Linked DNA regions of Sus scrofa: region 1 is linked to region 2. Evidence: chromatin contacts called from public HiChIP or PLAC-seq data. All regions are on one chromosome and are shown on one strand. The core of a region is the stretch at or near the end of the contact, and the rest is flanking DNA. Distances in the headings are between cores, read along the strand shown. Region 1 overlaps FTO (fat mass and obesity associated). Region 2 overlaps FTO (fat mass and obesity associated).

Region 1 (3,529 bases), core at 678-3,177, 160 kb after region 2:
GTCATAGTGGGATTTATATAAAAACGGCAACCCCCAAATTATGCATCAAACATGACAGAATTTTGAGTTAAAAGATAAACACATATTGTGGTGTAATGGACAGAACACAGTCTTTGGAATCAGGATCCAGTCTAAATCCTAGGACTGCTATTCAGTGACTGTATAACCCCGGGTAAGTTACTTTCCCTGTCAGAACCCTGACTATACACTTTCTAAAAGAGGGACAGTGATGTTTCAGATTCCAATAATCAATGAATTTTTGGTGAGTGCCTCCTTTGCTGTTCTCGGCTCTAGGGGTACATTGGTGAATGTAACAGCTAAGCTTCCTTCCTTCATAAGGCTTATATTCTAGGTAGAAGAAACAAATGGCCCAATAGATAAATCAGAAAATAAAAAAATCATTTTAATAACACTAATCGCATGAAAATAATATCTGGAGTTTCTCTTGTGGCTCAGCAGGTTAAGAACCCGACATGATATCCATCGAGGATGTGGGTTCAATCCTGGCCTCGCTCATTGGGCCAGGGATGGGGTGTGGCTGTGGCTGTGGCGTAGGCCTGGAGCTACGGCTCCAATTCAGTCCCTAGCCCGGGAACTTCAATATGCCACAGGTATGGCCACAAAAAGGAAAATAAAAAGATAAAACAAAATAAGGTAAAGTAACATAAGATAAAATATAGCTAATGGCTCAGAAGCATATACAATATGCCAGAAACTATTATGATTATCTCATACTATTGACTTAATTCTCATAATGAAGGAAACTAAGGTCATTATAACCATTTTATAGAGCAGAAAACTAAAGACCCAAAAGGTTAAGTAATGTGCTCAAAGTCACACAGCCAGTAAGTGGCAGGGCCAACCAAGATTGAAACCCAGACAATCTGACAGCAGAACCTCACCCTACAACTGCACCAAGTAAATTAACAAAAACAAAATGAATGATACAAGAGTTCCCTTTTCAGTGCAGCGGAAACAAATCCGATCAGTATCCATGAGGATGCAGGTTCGATCCCTGGCCTCACTCAGTGGGTTGGGGATCCGGCACTGCTGTGAGCTGTGGGTTGGAGACCCAGGTCAGATCCTGTGTGGCTGTGGCTATGGCGTAGGCCAGCAACTGTAGCTCCAATTCGACCCCTAGTCTGGGAATTTCCATATGTTGTGGGTGAGGCCCTAAAAAGCAAAAAAAAAAAAAAAAAAAAAAAAAAAAAAAGAATGACACAACAGAGGGAGATTGCTATAGCTTGGTTGGTCGGGGAAGCTACACTGAGCAGGTGTCATTTTAGGCAGGACTAAAATTACAAGAAAAAGCCATTCCCAGGGTAAAGATCTAAAGAGAGTGTTCCAAGCAGGAAGAATAGCTGGTACAAAGGCCCTGAGGAAGAATCAGGCTGGTGGCTTCCAGGGACAGAAAGAAGGCCAGCTGGTCTGAGCACAGTGGACAAGTTTAGGGAAGTACATTAGATGAGTTTCCAGATACAGGCAGAAGCCAGATCCTTCAGGGCCTGCTGGCCAGAGCACAATAATTTTTTTTTTTCTTTTCCTTTTTCTTTTTACAGCCACACCTGCAGCATATGGAAGTTCCCAGGCTAGGGGTCGAATTGGAGCCACAAGCTGAGGCCTACACCACAGCCACAGTAACACCAGATCTGAGCTGCCTCGGTGACCTACCCCACAGCTTGTGGCAACGCCAGATCTTCAACCCACTGAGCAAGAGCAGGGCTCGAACCTGCATCTTCATAGGCACTAAGCTGGGTCCTTAACCCACTGAGCCTCAATGGGAACTCCAGGGCACAAGGATTTTACTCTGTGTGTGCGATGCAGAGTCGCTGAAAGACTTTAAGTGGAGAGGTGATTCAATCTGCTTTCTATTTTTAAAGTCTGAGTCCAACTGACGTGTGGAGAATGGATTATGAGGAGGAGGGGGCTGTGCAAAGCTGATGCAGGGAGACCAGTGTGGGGGCGCAGAAGTCCAGGCAAGAGAGAGACGATGCCTTGGCGCATGGTGGTCGTAACAGAGGTGGGGAAAAGTGCAAAGGTCAGGAGGTGTTAGAGAGGAGACACGAGGATTGGACGAGGATGGCCAAACACCTGGTGGCATATCCGGCACGCAGCAGGCACGTGCAAATGTTCCCTGCCATCCCCGTCCAGCAGTACTGAATAAGAGGCTTGGGATAAAACTATAAATCATAGCCCACATGACTAAGCCTCTCTGACGCCCCCCGCCCCAGTTCCTCCAAAGAAGCCCAGTGCTTCAGAGAGACACTGGGAAGGCACCAGGTTCAAAACACAATGGAGAATTGATCTATTAAAGGAGCTGGACTGTTAAATTAAACCCGTTTCTGTGTGCCAAGCCGGAACACAAAGGGACCAGTCTTCTTCAACAATAAAGACCAGTTAAGAGGAGACTCCGGTTACACAATCTCCTCCTCTTCACCGTGAGGCACTTAGATGGAATTTTTTTTTTTTAATAGAAAAGACAAACTCTTGGGTAAATGTAATAATTGTTTCAATAATGTGCCCCAACCACCCAAGACGTTTAAAACAAGAAAGAAAGGCGGGGGGGGGGGGGGGCAGAAACTAGAAAATTGGGATTCTTCTATTACAGGATCGGTTCATTGCGGTCTCAAGTGCAGGTTCGATGGGACCATGGGACGATGCTGTTGGGGAGATCTGATGGCCTGATAGCGACTCAAGACGCAGAAGGAAGATTATCTGCCAAGTATTGAAAAAAGAAAGAAGCAAACAAGCTACCAAAATAAAACAATCAGAAGCTCCTAAGTTCATCAATGAAACCAACTGAAATAATTTTTCACAGGTTTCTTCTTAGGGCCACACCTGAGGCACAAAGAAGTTCCCAGGCCAGGGGTCAAATCGGAGCTACAACTGCCGGCCACAGCAACAGCCACAGCAATGCCAGGTCCAAGTCATGCCTGTGACCTGCACTACAGCTCACAGCAATGCCGGATCCTTAATCCACTGAACAGGGCCAGGGATCAAACCTGTGTCCTCTTAGACACTAGTTGGGTTCATAATCCACTGAGCCACAACAAGAACCCACCAAATAGGTTCTTTTTAGAGAAGGCTTTCCTCAAAAATGTCCCAAACAAACGGTCCTATGGTGACCTCAATCCTCTCAAAAACAGCACTTATCATACATTTTTTTCTAACAACAAAAAAAGCCAATTGATCTGTTACACACTAATAATCACCCAAAGCTGACAGAGAATCTCCTTGTGCTTCTTAAACTCAATATAACTGCAACAACACAACCAAAAGAAAAGATAAAAAAATAACTCAAGCCCCAGGAATCAGACCCTCGGTTGAGACAAGCCCAGAATAGGAGAGAAATGTCCTTCTCTCCACGGCCTCACTCAGGCAGTTCCAGCGTGAAGAGGAAATTACCCGTGAAGCTAAAACCAATGAAACTCTTATTCCAGTCTTTGGATTTTTAACCATTCAGGTCTTCCTCATTGTTCTAGTGCTGTGGTTTCACCAAGGATCTTCAAGATCAGTAATACTATTTTCA
Region 2 (3,750 bases), core at 846-3,345:
AGGCCCCGTAGACATCTGAGTTTGCAACCTCTTGTCTGAATGCACTAGAAAACTCACAAGCAGCCAAGACGCAAGCCACTGTTCGTTGACAGCTCAGAAGAAGACTTCCTTGGCAAAGCCCAGTGGCTCTTTGGGCATGATTTCACCATTTCATATGGCCTTCTAAGCCCTTAAGACCAAGTCTCCAAAAAAGATGAAAACTCTAATTCGAAAAGATCCATGCACCCCTGGTGTTTATAGAACCACTCTTGACAATAGCCAAGACAGGGAAGCAACCTAAGCATCCATCAACAGATGAATGGACAAAGAGAAGGTACATATATACACAGTTGAATACTACTCTGGCATAGAAGAGAACAAAATAACGCCATTGGCAGCAACACAGATGGACCTAGAAAGTCTCATACTAAGTGAAGTAAGTCAGAGAGAGAAAGACAAATACCACATGATAGCACTATGTGGAGTCTAAAAAATATATGATGTAGAGTTCCCGTTGTGGCGCAGTGGTTAACGAATCCGACTAGGAACCATGAGGTTGCGGGTTCGGTCCCTGCCCTTGCTCCGTGGGTTAACGATCCGGCATTGCCGTGAGCTGTGGTGTAGGTTGCAGATGCAGCTCAGATCCCGCATTGCTGTGGCTCCGGCGTAGGCCAGTGGCTACAGCTCCGATTTGACCCCTAGCCTGGGAACCTCCATATGCTGTAGGAGTGGCCCAAGAAATAGCAAAAAGACCAAAAACAACAACAAAAAAAAGATATAAATGAACTAACTCATTTATGAAACAGAAATAGACTCACAGACATAGAAAACAAATTTATGGTTACCAAAGGGGAAAGGCGGGGGCGGGGGGAGGGTGTAAATTAGGAGTTTGGGATTAACAGAAACACACCACTATATAGAAAGTAGATAACCGACAGGGATCTACTACACTGCACGGGAAACTATACTCAGGATCTTGCAATAACCTCTAATGGAAAAGAATCTGAAAAAAAATATATTTATTTATAACTGGATCACGTTGCTGTACACCCGAACTAAAACAACCCTGTAAACCAACGGTACTTCAGTGTAAAGCAAAAGAATCACAGTAGCTTAAAAAAAAAAAAAAAAAAGCAACAAAATAAAAAACTCGGTCTCCTCATAGTCACACAGCCCAGGTGTGATGGTCTTTGCGGCCCTTGGTGCAAAGGCTGGCAAAATATGCTCTAAAAGTACACAGGGAGAGAAATCTCGGGCTCGGGAAAGGCCCGCTTTACTTCCAAGCAGAGGTGCCCCTCTGTGCCCAGCCGGCACTGAGTGTGTTTGCCTCACTCAAACTCGCCCTCAGATCTCCTCACACGCACACGTCCTTTTTTCACCCACACTCTGACTTTTCTGCCACCGCCCGTTTCCAGGGCTGCGGGAAAGAGGCTGCGCTTAACACGGCTCCCAATTCTCAGAGGCCCCCTCAAAGCTTTTAAAGCGAGCAGAACATGCAGAATTTCAAATGAAGAACCAACAGCAGAAAGATCATTTACAGTAACTATACAAACAAGCTAAATGAAAGACTTGTGTTCAGTCATTAAAAATAATAATGCCGAAGCCCCGAGGGCTGCAATGTAAAGCTTCTGCTACTTCGTGTGAGGAAACAGAGAGGGAGGGTGTTGATCACGCCGGGTAAGATAACCTGCTCATTTATTTAGCAGGCGATTTGAAGAGGACGGTCCCGCGCAGGCGCAGCTGCGCAATCTCACGTTATCAGACGAGAAAAAGCCACTGCAAATAAAATGCCTGTTGAAGCCAAGGGCTTTTGCCAGACGGGAGTCCCTCGGAAAGACCAGCACGGAAGGGCGGGGAGGCCCGGCCCCTGATAACTTCCGCCCCTCTCCTCCCTGGGGTCTCCAGAACCAAGCCCTGTAACTCCAGTTATAGAGTTCTCATCTCCCACTTTGCAGATGATGCCTAATATCATGACAACAGAGCAGAGGCAAGGTCTCCGGACCTGCCTACCTACCACAAGTTTCTGTAAAATAATGAATACAGACAGCTTAGGGCCCATCCACCTGTGCGGCTTGCCGCTTCCTGCCTGCAGAGGGAAACCACCAGGGATTGGCAGAAGGTACTTGTCTGACAGGGCCAGGACAGCCTTCCTCCTCCGTGACAGCCTGGGCCTCCCCTCTTAAACTTGACCCACCGTAATTCCTTCACAATGCGGCAGCCAGGCAGCTGACAGTAGCAGCTGCAGCTCCTAAGCGAGATGGATGGAATTTTCATAACTAGTTCCCCAAGTTACATTTTACCTTCAAGATAATTTATGAGCTGCTCCGGAGCCTTGAAGAGACAATATGCTTGCCATAAAATTAACTGTAACAGTCTTGTAGGTTATAATTAACACTGGGAGGGTAGCACCAACTGGATGAAACACATGGCATAATTGATGGTGAAACTGGAAAGGGGGAGAGCTAACAGTATCATTACAGTGCACGCCGCCTTAGCAAAAACCCTCTGCTTTCCAGGGGTTAATTACAATTGCTTTCCAGGGCCCCTGTTCTGGTAGGGAAGAGGCCAGAGCTGCCCAGGGCGGGGTGGGGATTTTGCTGGCAAGGCCACGGGGCACCTGGACCGATGCAGAGGCTGGGAAGAGAGGCAGGACCAACCAAGAGGAGGAGGCTGGGCATCTGGCAGGGTGCTCCCCGGGGTTCAGAACCAAGCCTGCCTCCCAGACAGGACTTCATTTTCTCAGTAAACCTCATCTCTTTCTGGTGAAGAAAAACATCTGGATGAAAAGAAGGGAATCAGAACTTCCAAAACGCCCTCCCAAGGTTAGGCTATCCACTCGGAATACGACAGAATGGCAGCCTTCCAACTTAATGCGGGCCTCTCTTCGTAAAAAATCAAGAGGATCCATTTAACCTCAGGTTTAGGAAACCATAAAGTCGCACCCTGTCCAGAAGAGAGGATGGGGAGGAAGCTAATCAGAAAAGCCACGTCAATCATTGTCCTCTTGGAAAGAAACACTCAACCCTTCCTTTCCTGCATGGATACTGAACAGCCTGATCAATACCTGCCACACACACACCCCACCCCACCCCCCGCCGCACCCAAACACTAAATATTCTAAACATACTGGAATCACTTAAATGATTTCAATAAGCGATGTTAAGGTGATTGACCTATTTTTGTTGTTTGGTTTGTTTGTTTTGGTTTTTTGTCCTGGGACAAGAGACTGAAAATCATGCTGATAAATGATGCAACAGTGTCCCCTACAGGCCAACAGAGCTACTCATCACTCCCCCCCCAACCCCCAACTTCCCTAACTGAAAGCCGGAGTTAAACTTTTATCTATAACCTGGAATATACAGTACAGAGGAAATTTGTAAAATCCACTGGGGACACCCCTGAGATAAAATAAAATTACTGCTCTTCATGTGCGGTAAAATGTTTCCTAGATATAAACATACTGTACAGTGGTGATTAACCCATTATAGAGAAGATAAATGCTACCTGCTTCCCCTAAGGGAACCTACTCCAATCAGCCTTGACTAACCCGGCTCTGAAATTACTCCACTTTAGAGGATTTACAGATTCTTGGAGGCTAAACTTTGATGTTCTCATCCGTGCCCCTACGCCTCCACTTTCTGAAAGATTGTAACCAGTATAAAGGAGATGACATAGCTATAAAGGTAATCACTTCCCTTTAAACGATTTATGGTTGGAGACTTATAAAGTATGAGCTGGAAACTACTTCCTTAGAGAGAGACCGAGGCACCT

The links. HiChIP or PLAC-seq counts read pairs in DNA pulled down with a chosen protein or histone mark.
Region 1: an H3K27ac HiChIP or PLAC-seq map of skeletal muscle shows a contact between it and region 2, with 5 times the contacts expected there. The contact joins two enhancer-like sites. A contact is called at or near these places in 5 of 47 Hi-C or Micro-C datasets (embryonic fibroblasts, epiblast stem cells, fetal heart ventricle and 1 more) and 1 of 2 datasets of contacts at active chromatin or transcription factors (skeletal muscle).

The regions. Positions count from the first base shown.
Region 1 is chr6:31,488,539-31,492,067 of Sscrofa11.1, forward strand. The region is part of intron 1 of FTO (fat mass and obesity associated); the gene reads right to left. Among named protein-coding and RNA genes, the nearest start is that of FTO, 74 kb to the right of the region's middle. Within about 2 kb of position 1,928, at least 9 of the 83 cell types and tissues checked have an H3K27ac peak or open chromatin away from gene starts, as enhancers often do. A contact at or near this core is called in skeletal muscle, where this site is marked.
Region 2 is chr6:31,329,321-31,333,070 of Sscrofa11.1, forward strand. All of the region lies in intron 8 of FTO (fat mass and obesity associated), which reads right to left. Among named protein-coding and RNA genes, the nearest start is that of FTO, 230 kb to the right of the region's middle. Within about 2 kb of position 2,096, at least 4 of the 83 cell types and tissues checked have an H3K27ac peak or open chromatin away from gene starts, as enhancers often do. A contact at or near this core is called in skeletal muscle, where this site is marked.